2 separate regions of the Neogale vison genome follow, and region 1 is linked to region 2. A link is a contact called in public Hi-C data. All regions are on one chromosome and are shown on one strand. The core of a region is the stretch at or near the end of the contact, and the rest is flanking DNA. Distances in the headings are between cores, read along the strand shown.

The links. A called contact is a pair of places that touch in the nucleus more often than the background predicts.
Region 1: a contact with region 2 is called in a Hi-C map of fibroblasts, with 19 times the contacts expected there. The contact joins the enhancer-like site here to the promoter of PDGFRA in region 2. A contact is called at or near these places in 2 of 3 Hi-C or Micro-C datasets (fibroblasts and muscle).

What each region holds. Positions count from the first base shown.
Region 1 is chr11:25,658,960-25,663,118 of ASM_NN_V1, forward strand. No RefSeq gene overlaps it. Among named protein-coding and RNA genes, the nearest start is that of LNX1, 55 kb to the right of the region's middle. Within about 2 kb of position 1,437, the one cell type or tissue checked has open chromatin away from gene starts, as enhancers often do. A contact at or near this core is called in fibroblasts, where this site is marked.
Region 2 is chr11:25,197,941-25,201,943 of ASM_NN_V1, forward strand. It overlaps PDGFRA (platelet-derived growth factor receptor alpha), which reads right to left and starts at 2,693. Exons shown (of 24, transcript XM_044268123.1): 1 at 2,497-2,693; 2 at 1,298-1,421.

The sequences.
Region 1 (4,159 bases), core at 187-2,686, 460 kb after region 2:
CCGTCAGCCCGAGTGCAGACCTCTCCGGTACGGTTTCCCTCAACTCTCCATTCACCCTCCTACCCTGGCTTCCCACCCTCACTCCTCTAGACGGTAGGCCTTCTAGATTCTGGCCAGAGACCTGGCTTGGGGATCTCCAACCTGGGAAAGTATAACACTCTCTCGAGACTGCAGACTTAATAAACGAAGAGCTAAATATTCACCTATTACCTAGCATACTTTTTGGGGGGTGGGTCAGGTCTAGACTTAAATAGCATCTGGTCTGGAAAATACTGGTTGGAGAAGAATTGATCCATATCTCCTGTTTAATTACATCAATTAACAGGCATAACAGCTTAGACTTTGAAGGGAGGAAGACAGTGGAAAAGAAGTTTTATAAGACAGACTTTTTTTCCTGGGATGTGTGATGTAGACGGCAAGATAAGACAGGGGCCTGTGTTCGCCTCTGCCACATCTTTGACTGGTCCTCTGACTTCTCTAGCCTGTAGTTTACTGTTCTGTAATCTAGAGATATTACTTGTATCCAGCCCATAGGACTGTTCAAGGGGAATTAGATAAAATAGAACATAAAATGCTTAGCATGCTATCAGGCACATAGTAAATTTTTAACATAAATATTTTTCTAAATTGTACATGTTGTTTGTTATTTTTATGACTCAAGATTCTGGGGCAGTGCAGGCCGCCGGAGGTGGGGAGGGCATGGGGGTAGATTATAATAGGTTTTCCGGGGCCTGTGGCTGGGGGTGGGGAGGGGACAAACCAGGCAGGGTGGCTCCGTCAGTGTCACAGATCTGTGAACCTCCAGATGTTCGTAAGTGGAATGGATTTCTGCAAAAGGAAGACAAGGTATAAATGGGGGTGGGGGTGGGGGAGGGTCAAGGAAACTCAAAGGGCCCCACAGAAAGTGCTAGAAGTGGGTTGTTCCATCACCAAATGCAGCTCAAAAAGAAACCCTGACAGAGGAAACTTGTGCTCCCTCCAGGGAAGCTGGCTCTCGGGATCTCACTCAAACTCCATCTAACACAGAGTAAGAGAGAAAGAGACAGCCAGCCGGACCCTCTCATGCCTCCTTCTGGCGCGCCTTGCTGCCCTCAAAACCTGCTTCCTGCCTGGCTGGTGAGAGAAGACATGTCCTTTGGCCCCTGAGCCATCAAAAGGTCCTAGAGGGACCCCTTGTGCGTGGCCTGTCAGGGAAAGTAAGGCCTAGGGGGAGAGTCCTAGGGACACAGCCACGTGGGGTTCCAGGCATGGTCAAGAGGGACGCAGCTCACCCCCAGGAGGGTTGGTGGGGTGGCAGAGAATCTGCCGTGAGCAGAGCAGGGCTTGGGGGCGGGGACAGCGTGTGGGCTAGTTTAGGCCAGGCCCAGAACTGAAGTCAATGGAGGTTTTGTTTATGTAACATGTGCACAAGGCCCTTTGGAGAAAATAACCCCGGGTCTGCAGGCCAGGCTGCAGCGAGCAGGGGTGCGGCTGCGAGCTTCCTGTTGTTCTTGGCCAGGCTGTCCAGCTGTTTGCTCGGCTCCTCTCTCTGAGCCCTTGGCTTCCGTGCTGCCTGCGCCTTCCAGTGTCTTGGGCTCCCTTCCTACAGGGCAGCACAGTGGGATTGCTCCCCAGAGGCCAGAGGCGGTGGTGACGCAGGCTCTGAACCCAGAGGATCGCCCCCTCCCCCCACCACCCCTCAGGGCATCCTTCGTGCACACTCCCCTAGCTGAGCGGGTTCGCTTACAGACCTCCAGGTTAGGGAAAGGCACAGGGCCTGACGTCCACTGGGCATGGGTCTGAATCCAGGGTGACCATTTGATCGTCACTTGGCCTAGGGCAACTTGCAAAATTCCTGGAGTTGTTGATAATGTGCAAACACGGATACAAATACACGAGAGATGAAGAATGCGTGTCCATTCTCCTCATACCAGGCTTGCTCCAAGGTGTGAAGACTATATGGTTACCTTTTTGAAACACAGATTCCCTTGATGCTATGGTGTCAATGTTTGTGTCCCTTCAAAGTTCCTGTGTTGAAATCCTCCCCCCTAAAGGTGAGGGTACTGGAAGGTGGGGCCTTTGGGAGGGGTGTCAGTTAGAGGGAGGGGGCAGCGCTTATGAGTGGGATTAGTGCCCTTGCACAGGAGGCTCCCGGGAGATCCTGGCCTCTTTGCTATGTGAGGACATGGCAGGCCTCAGACTTCCAGTCCCCAGAACTGTGAGAATTGCTCTTGTCTCTTCTTATGGGAACTCTGGTTCTACCAAGTCAGGGCTCCACCCTTATGAACTCATTTAACCTTAATGACTTCAGTAAAGGCTGTATCTCCAAATGTAGCCACATTGGAGGTTAGGGCTTTAAACCTAGGAATTTGGGGGAATGCTGTTCAGTCCATGGCACGACCACCACACCCTGGCTTGTAGCTACTATTTCACTTATCATACCTCAAAACCAGAAGCAACCCAAACATCCATCTGCAAAAAAATGGGTAAGCAATCTTTGGTATGTTACTACAACGGAATACTATACTGCACTGAAAAGATTGGGCTCCTTATACATAAGACCCCTTCCTAGCATTCCTCTGAGCAAGTCATGCATGAAGCAAAACAACAAAGCATCTTGGAACTTGGGGCTCCCGATCTCTGCCTGGTCTTTTCCAAAACGTTGGTTCATTCAGACCAAGTTTAATGATCCCCTATGTTTGAAAGCAAAATTGCAAGTCTTTCAGGACTTTGCTTAAACACAGACAATCCTCCCACTTTTAGTGATGGAGACCCCAGCTCACAGCCTGAGTGGTTTCCAGCAGAGTCTTATTAATATGAAACATAGTTTTCTTGGGGGAAAAATTGACTTTGAATTTGGATTTTCTGTTGTTTTCGTTGAAGAACACTAAGTTAGCCAGTTGGCTAAGGAAAAAGCAGTTGCTTCAAATTAGTTGTAATTTTGCATTAAGCCAATGTTGTCTTAACAGGTTTTGCCCAAGATGTTTTTCTATACATAGGATGTCTCCCTAAGTCCTAGAAAGATTGTGGTAGATTTCCACATCCATTATTATTTGGCCTTGTGTTTCATAAAATAGCAGAGTAAGTTTATTTTTAACAGTTGTGCTGCCAGTTTGGGTTAAACTAATAGGTAAAAGGGTTTTTACAAAAATTATCTCTTTTTTGGCAAGGAATCTTAATTCATTCAAACAATAGATTTTGATTCAGGCAGTTAGGACCTGAGGTCTGAGATAACAAACCACACAGCTCACAATTCTGTAAAAAGCAGGGGCTCCCAGAAGTTTTTTGGTTTTGTTTTGTTTTGCCTTTTTTTTTTTAAAGACTTATTTATTTATTTGAGAGAGAGTGAGAGTAAGCAGTGGGGAAGGGCAGAAAGAGAGCGAGAGAGAGTCTTTTTTTTTTTTAAAGATTTTATTTATTTATTTGACACAGAGAGAGAGAGATCACAAGTAGGCAGAGCAGCAGGCAGGGGGGGGGGAGCAGGCTCCCTGCTGAGCAGAGAGCCCGATGTGAGGCTCTATCCCAGGACCCTGAGATCATGACCTGAGCCAAAGGCAGAGGCTTTAACCTGCTGAGCCACCCAGGCACCCCGAAAGAGAGTCTTTTTTAAAAAAGATTTTATTTATCTATTTGAGAGAGAGAGAAAAAAAAAAAAAAAACAGCACAAGCAGGAGGAGTAGCAGAGGGTGAGGAGAAGCAGACTGCCTCCCTCCCAGAGCAGGAAGCAGGATGTTGGATTCGATCCTGGGACTCTGGGATCATGACCCAAGCCAAAGAGGTGCACACTTAACCGACTGAGTCACGCAGTCTCTCCTGAGAGAGAGGGAGGGAGAGAGAGAGAGAGAGAGAGAATCTTAAGCAGACTCTATGCTGAGCACAGAGGCCAACATGGGGCTCAATCCCATAACCCTGAGATCATGAGCTGAGCCAAAACCAAGAGTCAGATGCTCAACCGTCTGTACCACCCAGGTGCCCTGTTCCTGGAGGTTTCATTCTGGTTTCTGTGAATCTAGTATTTACCCACAGGTCTTGCTTGCCTGATGTCCCAATTTGCCTCTGCCTTTTTTGTACTAGAAGGACATTAAAATGGACAAAAGCAGAAAGGCCAGTGAAGTGAAGAGGAAAGGTCACATGTTAACATCAGAGAGACCCAGATTTGAGTTCCTGTATCCTCCCTGCC
Region 2 (4,003 bases), core at 1,443-3,942:
GTCAGCTACCCACTCCTTCCCGGCCCCTCCCCCACCCCCACCCTCCACCCTCCACTCCCGCTGTGGGGACTCACCCAAGCTACACTTGGGTCAAACCAAAAACACCACTGTGTAAGAGACTCGAAGCGGGGACTGACCAAGGTGTCAAAACGGGGATGGACGGGCTCTCGCCTATTGGGGAGCGGAGGAAGGGCCCTTTTATCATAGGAGAGTGTAAAGGGGGAAACCAAGAAGGAGAAAACCAAAAGGAAAAGAAAACTAGGAAGGGACGCAAAGCAGAAGCGCCAGGGTCCGAGTGGGTCAGAGGCGGGTGAAGGGTGGGCGATGTTAAAAACGAAGCCACCAGGGCTGCGGCTGAAGAGGCAAGCCCGCAGTGACTCTCTCTGTCCTCCAGCAGCCCGGACGCTCGCTGGGCTGAGGGGTGCTGGTCCCGTGAGCTGTGCGCCTGACTGTCCTGCCCGTGTGCCCTGGATATCTCCCTGCCCTAAAAAGCTGCCTAGTTCTGGTCGCGAGCGACTGCGGCGAGACGAGTCGGCCCAAAACGTTGAGCAATTCGGTTGCGGAGCCAAAAATCCATTTCCCACACGGCGCAGCCCGGGGCTTTTCCAGGCAGCTGGGCCGGGCTCGGGGCAGTCCGGACCTGATAAAGGCCATCCACACTCCCTCTCGAGGCCGGGTTTGCCTCTCACCCTGGCAGATGGAGTGAGTGGCAAGTTCTTCCAAGCACTCGTTCCGCAATCCTGAGGTCTTAGCAGGGCTAGGGAAGCAGAGAGACGGACGGGCGCTCCGGCTGCTGGCGAGACGCACAGACAACAGACAGACGGTCCAGCACTACTTCCCCTCGGAGACGTTTGGCCAGGAGACTGGCAGCACTGGCAACACCTGGCCAGGCGGCCCGGTTCCCGGACCCCGGGGCAGTCGTACTCGGGCCCCTCTGGCTCTGAGCTGGCTGCGACCCTTTCCGAACAGAACTTCTGATCCCAGTTGTTTCCGAGCCAAACCGACGCCGCCCGTTTCCCCGGCACAACCGGGAGAAGTTAATATCACAAATAAAAGCGGACTTCCATGGGGACAGACGGAAGAGGAAGGAGGGGTGCGAGGAGAGGGCTCCGAAGCAGGCAAGGAGGCCGGAGCAAAGAGCGAAATCGGGGCACTGGAGAGGCTGAAGCAGCGCAGGGCGAGTGCAGGCGGCGAGTGCCACGCGAGGAAAGGGACACGCAAAGGGGGGGGGCGGGTCTTGAACTCAGGTGCCCGGAGGAAGGTGACGAGGCCAGTTCGCCTACCATCTTTCTCTTACCTGGGAACCAAGTTTTCCCGTTCCGAGTCGTCCCAAACTTCCCCTAAAAAAAGTTCTGCACTTTTCTGGCGATCCTCCTCCTTTCCTTCCTGTGACCGGGACTGGGCAGCAGTAGAACCCCGGACTTTGCAAATAAAAAAATTAAAAAAAAAAAGATTCCACCGAGGAAAGGGGAGACGACTCGCGCGGAGACGAGTGGGGGTGGGGACCACAGCGCACAATGAGGGCCCCTTGGAGCGCAGTACGAAATTCCTCAAACCCACTTGCTGGAATGCGAGGCGACGACGACTTCTTCACTCGGGGCCAAATGTGTTTGTCATTATTCCAGACCGCCTGCCCGCCCGCGCCGCCTGCGCCCCCGCACTCGGGCGCGCAACCCCAGCGCACTGCGGGACTGGCGCCCGCTCTCCCTCACACTTCACTGATCCGGCAAACGGCTGGGGAGTCCCCCCAAACCCTCGCCCCCGTCCGCGCCCCCTCTGCTCGTCTTGCAGCCGCCCCGGTTGTGCTGTGTCTGGCCCCGGCTCGCACCCGGCGCTCTGCGCCGTCCAGTAATTACGCGCCCTCGGCGGGCGCCATGTGCCCCCGACTGGCACCCGAGGTCCGGCCCTCTCCAGCCGAGCCCTTCACGCCTCCCCTCCTCGCAACCCCCTTCCGCGCCCCACTCCGCGCTCTTCTCCCTCCGCCTCCCCCAGCCCTCCAGCCGCGCTCCACACCACCCGCTGCAGCGCTGTCCCGCCAAACCGCGGGCGAGGAATGAAAATACTCATTAAAAACCTGTCGCCTTCCAGGACCTACTGCCAAGAAGAGGGCAAACACCTCTGCCCCCACTCCCAGCATTACTTGGTGCTCGTCCCAGTATACACGAATACCACCCCCAACCCCAAAAGAAACCTCAAAAATGTAAGCCTAAACAATTTCGTTGGGAGGCTATAGAGTTGTTAGAAAAACACTGCTTTTAAAAATAGGTCTGGAAAATGTGTTTTTTTTTTTTTTAATCCCTAGACTTTCTAGCTCTCGGTAATCTTTCCTCCTAGTGAAGTTTATTAAACATAAATGACTCTCAGGACACATAGCTGGAATTCAACTTTTTTTTCCTCATCGCCCAAAGTTTGAGTCAAGTTTCTTCTCTTCGAGCCCAAAGGGCCTGATAAGGAACTTCTCTTAGAGACAAAAATCTTGTTTTTCTCCTTTCTTACCTTCTCCTCCTATGTCAATTCGTAATGAAAATCCTACATATGGAGTTAAAAGTGTCCACGGTTTCCAGTCCTCTCCTGGAGTCCCCTCCTCTGTTTTTCTCCCTCTAGCTCCAACTGTAATGGGCTCAAAACCCGCGTTTTGTAATTGATTCAATGTTATAGTCCATCCTTCTAAAACTAATCATTTGCTCTAAGTAAATAGCTGTCAGGAAATGAAGCTCCCCCCCCCTTGGCCTCTTCAAAATAAAAGTTTCTCTCGAACTCCGTGCGCTCTGAATCTCCTCGCAGCCAGATCGCGCCTTCGCTTTTTGCTCTTACGCAATCAGGGGGTCCAGTCCCAAACCCCAGACTTCGACAACAACTGGGGGGCGGGGAGCAGACCAGATGGGGTGGGGGTGGTGGAAGGGGGAGGTGTTGATGTTCTGCCGGGAAAGAGGTTCGTGAAAATACAAACTGCCCATCATTTCCAGAATGAGTTCGCCTCCGGATTTAGGGAGCTATTTTCCTACGCTGCTATATTGCTCTGCATGCTCTTTGAGAGAAAGAAAAAGAACTTGTGAAATTTCATTTAATGCCCAGGAATAGTATACATCTGGAGTCGAGAACGTCCCTTCTGTAGAAATTCTTAGCCCAGCTAGACAGGGGTCTGCCCGGAGAGGTCTCCAACCGGTTGCGTCTTTACAACTTGGGGTCTGTTAGGTAAAGTGCGGGGTAGTTGCTAATCCCTTAATGTGATTAGGCAAACTCTTGAGTCCCATATGAAGATGATGGTCTTTGTTTTTGGTTTTGTTTTGTTTTGCTTTGAAAACGGGTTTGAAACAAGGTACAAAGAACTGAGGGTCTTTGGCGTAGGTTTGGAACGTTCGCCAACAGAATGACCTTTACTCCCTCAGAGCCACTTATCTTGTCGTGTCTTTGTTTTCGGGGTAATCTGGGCGAGGTTGCCCTGGCTTCTATCACTCACACAAAAAGGCTCAGGGTTGGGCGTTTGAGGAATCGTCCACAACAAATCTGCCACCTCCTCGTTTAGGGGAGGTTCGCCTCCCCGTGCTCCCTCCCGCCGCAAGGGATGGACTTTACCGATGCCTGGGGTTGAGCGGGGCCCCAAATCCTATCCCCAAACTCGAGGCAAGAGACTGTACAAGGAGAGAACTATTCTGCTCGCGAAGGAAAGGGGGCGCTCGCGCTCCAGGAACCAGACCAGGCGCAGTTGGGCTTCCAAGGGACGGAGGGGGAGGGGAGCGCATTCACCTTCCCCGCCTTCTCTAATTTTGAGTTCTCCTGTTGGATGGAAGGGGTCATTTTTTACCTCCATCCCACCCCCCCCTCCACACTCTCAGAAGGGTTTCGACGTCCAGGTTGAACCTGGAACGTCGGACAGTCATCAACCTCCTTCCTCAGGAGGGTGGACAAGAAGAGCCGGCAGGAGAGGGTCACAGAAAGGTGTGGGGTCCTGTGCTGCCCTGGGATGGGTTCCTGGGGTATCAGGCTCGAGAAGACGCCTGGG